2 separate regions of the Mus musculus genome follow, and region 2 is linked to region 1. Evidence: chromatin contacts called from public HiChIP or PLAC-seq data. All regions are on one chromosome and are shown on one strand. The core of a region is the stretch at or near the end of the contact, and the rest is flanking DNA. Distances in the headings are between cores, read along the strand shown.

Region 1 (5,433 bases), core at 1,829-4,328:
AAGGGAAGGTGGAGCAGCCTGGAATCCTCAGCAGGACAAGGTTTTAAAGGAAATGGAAGTAAGTGGGGGATCGGGGGAGGGGGTCTATCCTGGCAAGCATCTAACTGAATGTCTATTGTAAGCGGACAGGTGGGTGCTCTGAAGCAAGACCATATACAATCACAAACTGTCTGAAAGTACATCTGAAACCATCAGACTAATCTTTGACTACCTGTTGCTAGGAAGTAGCTAGGGAGTAACTCTCTCCTTCCTGGTACGTGGGTGCAGCTTGGGTTCTGCTGCTGGTCAAGTTCTAAGGCTTTTTTTTTTTTCCTTGAAGATGGAGGCTGGTCCCAAGATGGAGTAGGCTTGGCCTCTCATTCCCACCCTTCTCTGGTAACTAGAAGGCCCAATCATGGGTCTTCCTGAAGTTTATCTAATCTCATGAAAACAGTAACAGGTCTATGTCTTTATGACTCAGCTAACTCAGGCCTGGAGGTACTGGTGACTGGAAAGGACTGGACCATCATCAGGGTTCTCATTGTCCAGTCCTTGTGGTGTTCCTGGGCCTTGGATAGGGACCCCATCAGTGGGAGATGGGGGGTAGGAGGGGAGTCCTGAGACTGAGTTTCCTCCCACTGGTCTAGGTTGTCTTCAACTGAAAACGGGTCAGGGATTCCATGTTGTAATCCCTCAACCTCCAGGGTGATAAGGAGGGATCTTTCTAATGAGGCTCTAATGACCCCTGCCTGGAGGGGGACCTGTTTTATAGAGAACACGAAGTTTAGGCCAAACATGCTTATGAGCCCATTGGACACCTTTGAGATCATATAGCAACTGGTGATCTTTGAACTCAGCAATGACCCCTACCTCTATGTCAAGAACAATTGGGGAGGGGGTATCCCAAACATGATTTCAAAAGGGGTGAGTCCCATCTGGTAAGAAGAGTTTCATACCTGGTAAAGAGATAAGGGAAGGAGAGTTAACTCAGGAATTGCCAGTCTCTTAGGTCTCTATTAGGGTTCTGTTCATTCTCTACCTGTCCTGAACTCTGGGGTCTATATGCACCATAGTTTCTAATCAATGCCCAGAATATTGGCTAGTCTCTGACTTGTTTGGGACACAAAACTGGTCCATTTTTTGACCCTATCATCTGAGGAAGTCCATACCTTGACAGTATATCCTTTAAGAGCTTCTTTGTCACCGTGGATGTAGTTTTATGTTTAGTGGGGAAAGCCTCAGTCCAATCTGAAAAGGTGTCTATAAATATCAGTAAATATTTATATCTAAATTTTTCTAGCTTTACCTATATGAAGTCTGTCACTCAGTATACTCTGGGCTTTATGCCTCTGGACCTATTAATGGGGTTCTTCTCATTAGTCACTGAATTAGTTAACTGGCTGACTTTACTTTTCTTGACAATCTCCGCTATCTTCGAGTTTGGCATCTCTGATCCTGATATTAGCAAATCCCATATTCTCCAGATGCCCATGTGGGAAGAGAAGTGAATCTTCTGAAGAATGTGTAGTTCCAGTTCTGACACAATGGGTTTGTCACCTGCTGTTCTCTACCATCTCTCATAACGTTGGGCAAATTTCTACCCAAATTATGTCATCTTTTGAATATTTAAGGTGGTCGGTCAGGGGATATAGGATCCACCCAATCCAGAGAAGTCGGGGGCAAAAGAGGTCTGATTTCTAGGGCAGCATGACAGGCTGCTTGATCTGCCCTATTGCTGCCCTCTGAAACTGGATCCTTTCTTCTCTGGTGTCTAAGTACTGAATAATGATCAGCTTCTTAGGACCCCACAGAGCCCTTAGTAAGGAGAGGATTCTCGATTTTTGTTAGTCTTTCCTTCTGCTGTCAGAAGGCCTCTCTCTCTACAAATAGCACCATGGACCTCGCTTAAACATTCTGTTTTACATTCTGTGCTTTTGTTTGTTTGGTTGATTTTTGTTTTGTTTTTGTTTTTCAAGACAGGGTTTCTCTGTGTAGCCCTGGCTGTCCTAGAACTCACTCTGTAGACCAGGCTGGCCTCGAACTCAGAAATACACCTGCCTCTTACATTCTGTGCTTAAAGAATAGAAAAATAGTTAAAGACTAGTTAACTTACGCTGCCTAACTTTCACATGTCCACATAATCTTATAACTTTGATCTCACTTAAATGCCAATATATCGAATGTGCTAGCACCAGTAATTCATTACTGGGAATAGCAGAATTCCACTACAATAGGACTGTAGTGGAAGGAAGGGTAAGTGCCACCTTCAGACAAAAAGCTTTGGTCCCCAGTTTCCTTCTATATAAAATAGCTCTCATGACTGGATATACCCAACACACAGGGCTGATATGCTCGCTAAATGTAAAGGTTCTTAATGTGCTTTGGGTCCAAGGTGTTTTCCAACAGCATGGATGGAAGGCATGCGTCCCCAAAAACGTTCACGATGGCTCAGAAGTTAAGGGGCATTGACTGCTCTTCCAGATGTCCTGAGTTCAATTCCCAGCAACCACATGTTGACTCACAACCATTTGTAATGGGATCTGATCTGATGCCCTCTTCTGGTGTGTCTGAAGACAGCTACAGTGTACTCGTGAACATAAAAATAAATAAGTCTTAAAATAATAAAAAGAAAGAAAGAAAAAGTCTTCAATCTGAACATTTTGGACTAAGTTAAAGGCTAAATATGAGATGATGGGTCTTGAGTACTTTAAAGTCAACACATATCATAAGTTCAAAGTGATGACTTAATTTTAAGTACTTTTAGAATGTACAGGCAGCAAATGAACAACATGGTTTTACAGCCTATATGAAAGAAGGAAGTATCTGCCTTGATTGAAAAGATTCAGCTCAAATGTAAGAAAAAACCAGGAGTTCACCAAGTTCACCACTCAAAAGAAAACCAAGAGGCCATTAAAGTGGAGTCCAAGAATAAATAAAAGTCAAATATTCCGTGTAAACCAATTATTTTCGAAAAAGGAGAAAGGTATCAGGTTCTTGTGCCTGGAGTTTAATTCCCACAAATGCATCAGCTGATCCAGGCAACACCTTCACCAAACCTTCGTCAGGGTGATTACACATCCACCTATGAGTCAGCAGATTTCAGACAGACTAGGGTAGGTTTAATAGCACCTATTGGTCACGCTCTAAGTACTTGGTGCTGCCATGGCATAACCCCAAAAGACATGCACGATCCCTCAGATAACTTACAAAAATCCCCTACTAACACAGAGGATGAGAGCTATGCATCCAGCTTTATCTGACCAGTCAGTGTTTGGTTCCCATTACACATGCCATGCCCGTTCCAGGTGTTCTGGTTCCCATAACATTTTTTTTTTTACCAACTCTATAACAAAATAGGTCTCTCCAAGGTTTTATAGCTGCTGTTGAGATAGCAAAACCTAACTAACAGCGGAAATAACTTATTTCATTATTGCTAATTCATAAAGAACAGAAAGAGAAGCCGCACTTGCCACTAAAGAGTGGCTAAGAAGCTACTTCATGCCGGGTGGTGGTGGCACATGCCTTTTAATCCCAGCACTGAATTTGCTTTCATTAGATGCTCAGTTTATAGAGTCCACATGTAGAACCAAGCCATTTATATGTGTAGTTGGAATTATTTTTTTCGAGGCAGAGGCAGGCAGATTTCTGAGTTCAAGGCCAGCCTGGTCTACAAAGTGAGTTCCAGGATAGCCAGGGCTACACAGAGAAACCCTGCCTCGAAAAAACAAAACAGAACAAAACAAAAAAACAACAACAACAAAACAAAAAAAAGTTTTAAATCAAGTTCAATAATGAGAGACTCTAATGAGCTACAGAGTGTTCCATAGGAATGAAAAAACTACACACAAATCTTAAGTGTGATCGGAGGGAGAGAATTCTCAGACTGCAATGTCATCTGCATTCTTCTGTAAATTGTAAATACCTAGCTCTCTAAAGAGGAAAAAAAAAAAAAGTCCAAATCTCCATTCAAGAGAAATGGTCAACTTGTGACCGTCTGCACACATGGAGACAATAAATTATCACAGGTGGAATTAATTCTGTAAAAGTATTTGCACGTGGGTGTGCCAGATGTTCCGAGAGTGGCTCCTCGTAACTACGTAGGAACTTTAATAGGAATGTCTGCGTCTTCCTGCTCTCCGACACTTGGCTCAACCTAATGATGCATCCTTTTGGGGGTGGGGGGAGGGCTAGAGAAGTAGATGAAGAAAGTGGAGAAAAATACCAAGGAAATAAACATCAGACTTAAAGGCTTCTAGCATCAGGAACTGGGGAAAGCACCCACAAATTCCCACACCAACTCGACTTATTATCCCAGGTTGCATCAGGGCCACAGAGTCCAAATACACCCAGCACTTTAAGGTTTCAACTCTATTGTCAAAACACTTTCCAAAGGTAACGTAGAACACCATGGAGAGAAGAAAGAGTAGCCACGGTGTCCAGTAAATGTCTAATGAGGAAAACTACTGGCCACTACAGAATTTTTTTTTTTTTTAAGAACTATGTGTGCCGCAGGTGGTGGCACCTGGCTTTAATCTCAGCAGTGTGGAGGCAGAATCAGAGGGTTCTCGGTGAGGTCAAGGCCAAACTTGGTCTCCATAGCAAGTTCCAGGCCAGTCAAGTTGACACAGTGATACTCTTGTCTCAAGAAATAAATAAGAGAAAAGAAATAAGGAACTATTTTCAGGGGGTGGGATCTTGGGATTGAATGCAGGATCTGCAGACTTATTAGGCAACTGCTCTACCACTGAGCCATAAATAATACTCCCATCTCACCTTTATCCTTTTACTTCCAAGGCAGGGGCTCACTGGCTTGCATAGCCTGGCCTTGAATTTATAATCCTCGTGTCTCAGGCTCCTGAGTAACTGGGTGACTAAGCTCAGCAAAGATTCTTTAGATACCACATTTCTTACCAAACCTCGCTCAAGACAACAGACATAGTTTCCAACATAGTGGAGACTATAACAAATTACTTGTTAAACAATTTATGAGAATGAGAGTATTTGTAGCAACATAAATACTAACACACTCTGAGAACTGAGGCCAAATCCCTTCTGAATCTCTGTCCCTTTACTTAGCAGTGTTCTGGCAACAGGGTGAGCTCCTAATAGGGCTTGAAACTGGTCAAAACTAAATACAGCATTTTAACAGCAGGGATTTTCTTCGAGCCTTTTTCTCTAGAATACAGCATGGAAAAAATAATTCCAACTACACATATAAATGGCTTGGTTCCACATGTGGACTCTATAGACTGAGCACCTAATGAAAGCAAGCTCGGTTTTCATAGTCAAGAGATCCTGACTCAGCCCTATCTAACCCATTCTTTTTTCATGTCTCCAAACCTGGTTACTCAACAGCAAGCTGGACCTCCTGCAATCCCGAGTTCGAATCTACAGGATTAAGTTAGTAGTGGTAGGCAAACAAATTTCAACTATGTAACATGCCTAAGAATAAGA
Region 2 (5,433 bases), core at 1,397-3,896, 140 kb after region 1:
TTGTTTTAGTTTCCTGTGATTTGTATAAAAGCACTTAAGTGAAGAAGGCAGTTTCTGTAGTTCTTCTAATACATTTGAAAGAAATAGCACTTGTAAAAGCATGTGTATCCTTTTAGCAAGAGTTAAATATCGATTTATTAGTTTAGGATACACCATAGTAATTTCAGAAGTTTTATTGTCTGCTTGTCACCAATGATCATTTTTTACTTTATAGTTATATTTTCTTCTTTCCTTCTTTTCATTCTTTTTCATTTTTCTTTTTTCTTTTTTTTTTTATGTTTAAGATGATGAAACAACCTCAAATATTTTGGCAGTTTTTTTTTTATTATTACTTTTTTTGGTGTGTTGAGGGGTTGTCTTTAGTTATACAAAGCATTAAGCTTAAGTTACCCCTTTAAGCAGAAAAGTGCCTGGTTATCTTTAGACTTAATAGCATTGAAGGGGCAAAAAGGAATGTGAACTACTCCAGGTATGCATTAAAATTTGTCTTTCTTTCTTATACAATTGCCAGACACTGTAGCATGTTTACCAGGTCTTCTTTCACCCTGTGGTAGTTCATTAACAAACAAACAAACAAACAAACAAACAACCTTCCAAAGCCCTTCTGTTTCTGTCTCTTGGAAAGTATTCTTACAAATAAGAATAATTATAACTTAAACTTGTTCAGGGATTTGTCACAATTTAACTATACTTTATCTTGATCTTTTAAAACAAAATTTTTATTTTTATTGTGTGTGAGTGTATGCCTGTGGTGGGCCACAACATGCTTGTGGAGGACAACCTTTATTGCTCTCCCTAGACAATGTGGGTCCTCAGGATTGACTCAGGCCATCAGACTCAATGCTTAGCTGTAAGACAAGCTCTGTAGTCTGCTGAGCCATCCTGCCAACCCTAGTCTTGGTTATTAATGTTATCCTAATGCAGCACACCCTAACTTGTACATAATTCACAAATGATTTTAATTAAATAAAACCTCACTTGGTATCACTTGACTTTTAAGTTTGTTTTCTGTTTATAGAATCTGTTAACTCTCACTCCTTCCAGTTCGTCCCTCTAAGAGACCTTTTAAAATAGAGTGTGTTTGAAGAGTAGAGGGAAAGGTTTCAGATTGATTCTATGTTAGATTCCGAGCTGAAAACAGCCTTATGAGTTGCAGGTTGATATAAAATGATAACTATCTACAAAGACTGATATTTTTGGTGTATTTTATAGATGTAATGTTTTGTATCCTGTAACAGCTTCATGTATACCTACCTATCCTTTGTGAGAGGAGTACTGTCCCACCATTGTTTTGAGACAGTGCCTCTCACTGGCTTGTAACTGGACCAAATAAACCAGTGAGATTGGCCATGGGTTCCACGTATCTGCTTCTCCCCACCTTTGAAGGAGCAAGTTTATAAGTGTGGACCACTAGTTCTAGCCTTTTTCTAAAAAAAAAATATAGGTTCTGAGGATCCAACTCAAGTTCTTATGCTTATAAGGCAAGCAGTTCAATTTGCCTCCTCCCAATCCCCCTGCTTTTAAAGACAGGGTCTTACTGTGTAGCTAGGGTACAACTCATGGCTAGGGTGGAACTCATATAGACCACACTGGCCTTGAATTCAGAGTTATAGCTGCCTCTGCCTCTCAAGTACTGAGATTTAAGGCATGTGCCACTACAGCCAGCTAGCTTCTCAGCTTTCTTCATAGTTGATTGTGACTACTAATCTGAAATGTAAACTATGTGTGTATAAAAGGTGTGAGGTGTCATCAACCTGCACTAAACTTCTAGTCTCATCTTAATAGTTAATCCTCTGAATAGTTAACTGTACTTTCTTCACTTTTCCCCCATTTCTAAGTCACAATGTAAGATGTTGTCATGGCTACCCAGTCTTATTTACAATATTGATGGTTCTACTTGGAGGAGGTAGATGGAAGAGGCTTTGTGTAACGCTGGTGAAGGATGTCATCCAGAAGGAAACTTGTTGAGCTGTCTGTATTCCCTGTGGTTTCTCTAGAAATCTCATTTGCCCAGGGAGAGTAGATCAGTGTATTCATTTGTACTTTCAAAAGAAATCATTTAACTTTTTACTTGCTTTAGTAATTTTAGGGGAGAAATCATTTAAAATTTTATATTCCCAACAAAAATTTGTTAGTGTGGCAAATTTGAAACCAAATCAATACATTAAAGGGAATATTTTTTTGTCAATGGATTAAAATAATAGAACTTTAAAATATTTTGATGGTAAATCATTTATGAAGAATATCTTTACAATATATTTTATATATAACTTGGCTTAAAATTTATTGTTTGGGGCTGTATTTACATTTCTGTTTTTGATTAGTTTTGTTCAGCTGTGTTTTAAATTTTAATTTTGTGTATGTGTTTTGTTTTGTTTGTTTGTTTTTTGAACACATGTGGCCTTAAAGCAAGAACTTTACCACTAAGCCATATCATCAGCCCACTTGGTCATTACTTCTTTAAATTTTTCTTTTAAAATATTGTTTTGTTTTGCATGTATAAGTGTTTTACCTGTATGTATGAGTGGGTATCCTATGCATGTCTGATGCCCACAGAGATCAGAAGAGGGTGTTCGAGCCTAGGAACTAGAGTTACAGGTGGTGGTGAACCTCTGGGAGTGGTGGGAAGTGAACCTGGGCTGGGTCCTATGCAAGAGTAACAAGCGTGTGTAACTGCTGAGTCATCTCCACCCCCATTGGTAGTTTCTTCTAAGTAGTCCCTATTCAAATCTTTTATGTTGCATATAGAGAGGATGATAAATTTTTATTGTATTGGGGAAGTCTTCCAGATTCAGTTTATGCCCCAAACTCAGCTAAATGGATGTAATTTAAGAGTTAAAAACTAATAAAACCACTTGATACAAAATAGAGTTTTCTGCTTTGTTATATATTTAATGTGCTTCATTTAGGCCTTTTTACATAAGATAATCAAATATATTTAAAAATTCTTGACCTTGGTTAGAAGTTGGAATATTTACTCTCTGTGTCTCTGTCTTCTCTCCTGCCCTCACTTACTTTGCTTTTGTTGTGTATGTGGAAAGTTATCTTCTGGAATGGGTAGAAAGTTTTGCTACCTGATAGTTTGTAGAGAAAATCTTTGAGAACATTAACTCAGTATAATTTGTAATTCCCTATTATTTTGTCTGCAGTATGTATAGCTCCATTTGCCTTCCTATACTTTGAAACCTTCTGCTTTCTAAGAGTTTTATTCTCTTCCTTTTAACTCCTCATAGTTTTTCACTGTAAAATTACTCAATTTTTAGTATGGGACATACCAGTTTTCTAAGTCTATTAAAACTGTATCTAGACTTGTGTATTTAATTGAAACTAGTATCTGCTGTACTTTGCCATTGGCAAATGAAACAGGGCCATGGATTTCAACTGTCAGGTATTAGTATTGTTGGTCTTATTTTTCAGGCCAGAGATCCTCAGCAGGAGCCTATGGAAGAGACAGAAAATTTGAAGAAACAACATGATTTATTAAAAAGAATGTTACAACAGCAGGAGCAGCTGCGAGCTCTGCAGGGCCGACAGGCTGCTCTTCTAGCTTTGCAGCATAAAGCAGAGCAAGCTATAGCTGTGATGGATGACTCTGGTATGTGATAGTCACAGAATAATTGCTTTAGAAGAAAGGCTCATTATTACAAAATGAATTGCTATTACTGTATTATCAGATCTCGGTTGTTGACTAGTGTAGCAACCTGCAAGCCAGGTTTACTCTGTTCTGTGCTTTTCTCTGGTTATACAGAAGAGGTTGCAGGAACAACTCCTGGCTATCATACCGTACAGACAGAGTATCTTTGAGAGGTAAAACAGACAGGCCTGTATATAGTACTGTTTTGTAACCTCAGGGTGATAGGGATCTTGTTTTTTTTTGTTTCCACTTTGCAGGAATTACTGCTGTTTTGTTTTGTTTTTGTTTTAAATCTCACTCAGCTAAGATTGTTGTTTATTTGTCTTGCAAAGAAGGTTTAAAAAATAATAAGCAAGCCAGGCCTGGTATCATAACACCTGTAATCCCAGCACACTGAAGTCTGAGGCAAGGAGGCTCAAAGAATTCTTAGGGTACAGGGAGATGGCTCAGTTGGTAAAGTGCTTGTTCCCCAAGCATGAGGACCTTAGTTTGGATCCTCAACAAGCACATTAAAGCCAAGTCATCTGTAGTCCCCGCTCCAGAAGGAACGGAGACAAGAGGGTCCCTGGGGTTCTGTGGTCTAGCCAGTTGATGAGCTTTGGGCTCAGTGAGTAATCCTGTCTCAAAAATAATATGGAGAGTGACTAAGGAAGATAACCAAAATCAACCTCTGACGTACACATATGTGTACATAGCCTCCCTTCTCTATAATACTTCATAGTGAAATTGCCTCATAAAATAAAGTAGGGAGGGCTCTAGGTTTGCCAGCTTAAGTATGCCCTGAGTTCAGTCCCTAGCCCCTGGAGAAAACATAAACAGAGAAAGTCTAATAAGGAAGTAAATTAATGGAGCATGTTTACTATTTAATGTTAGCAGTTCTGTTATTTCATTTAGAAATCCAGTTGTAGTTATGAACTTTTAAAGCTGCTATTGTACTTTACTCAGTATTTGGTGAGACTCAAAGCTTTTTTTCTTTTTCCTTCAGAGCTGTATATAACTATAAGTGACAATAGAATTGATTAGTATTGAGTCACCTGTTTTGTTATTAGGTTAAAAGTAAGATTGTTGCTTATTAAAACTCAATAAAAGCTAAGGTTTTTTTTTTTAGTTTTATTTTTTAATTGACAGATAACAATTGTATATATTTGCAAAGTAATATAATAGACTTCCATTGGCTTAATTATAATTATGTTTTCGTATCAATTCTCAGTTTATCTTTGAGCATTATAATTAGGCCAGTATTTTATTATTATTATTATTTATTTGCTTTTTGTAAGTTTCATGAAGGTTGCCTACAAGATTGTGGGTTGCTTACAGGTTTATGGGCAACTAACCAGTGGCTGCACTACTGAAGTAGTGTCTGTATCATGCTCACAGCCGTTAACTGCCTGTGCATCCTGTGGAGCAGTGGGGCTCACAAAGTTCCTAATTTCTTCTCTACAATCTTGAGTAGTTGAATTTACATCATCTTGTTGGATCATCAGAATTGTAGGCTACTGGCTAAGGCTTTTTACCCTTGGGACTGTTTCATAGAAAAGGATGTCAAACAGAGTCTCTTACTTGGCTAGGCTTTATATAGAGAATATTAGTAGAAAGCTATTGAATTTTAGGTTAAAATATACAAATAATTTCTTTTACAAAAATAAACTATTAGGAATTTCAATTAAAGGCTGTAATTAGGAGATTTATATTTGAGCTTTATATACTTCTTCAACAAGAACTTTAGCTTAATTTTAAAACAGTTTTTCCTTGTGTTTTATGAAATTTTACAGTAGAAAACTGATGAAAGCAAGGGTTAG

Evidence for each region. HiChIP or PLAC-seq counts read pairs in DNA pulled down with a chosen protein or histone mark.
Region 2: an H3K27ac HiChIP or PLAC-seq map of embryonic stem cells shows a contact between it and region 1, with 5 read pairs. The contact joins two enhancer-like sites. A contact is called at or near these places in 2 of 115 datasets of contacts at active chromatin or transcription factors (both in embryonic stem cells) and 2 of 9 other capture datasets (adipose tissue and pancreatic islet).

What each region holds. Positions count from the first base shown.
Region 1 is chr8:41,121,658-41,127,090 of GRCm38.p6, forward strand. The region is part of intron 1 of Mtus1 (mitochondrial tumor suppressor 1); the gene reads right to left. Among named protein-coding and RNA genes, the nearest start is that of Mtus1, 9.4 kb to the right of the region's middle. Within about 2 kb of position 3,079, at least 21 of the 459 cell types and tissues checked have an H3K27ac peak or open chromatin away from gene starts, as enhancers often do. A contact at or near this core is called in embryonic stem cells, where this site is marked.
Region 2 is chr8:41,263,770-41,269,202 of GRCm38.p6, forward strand. It overlaps Pcm1 (pericentriolar material 1), which reads left to right. Exons shown (of 38, transcript NM_023662.3): 6 at 3,418-3,595. Among named protein-coding and RNA genes, the nearest start is that of Pcm1, 27 kb to the left of the region's middle. Within about 2 kb of position 2,647, at least 10 of the 459 cell types and tissues checked have an H3K27ac peak or open chromatin away from gene starts, as enhancers often do. A contact at or near this core is called in embryonic stem cells, where this site is marked.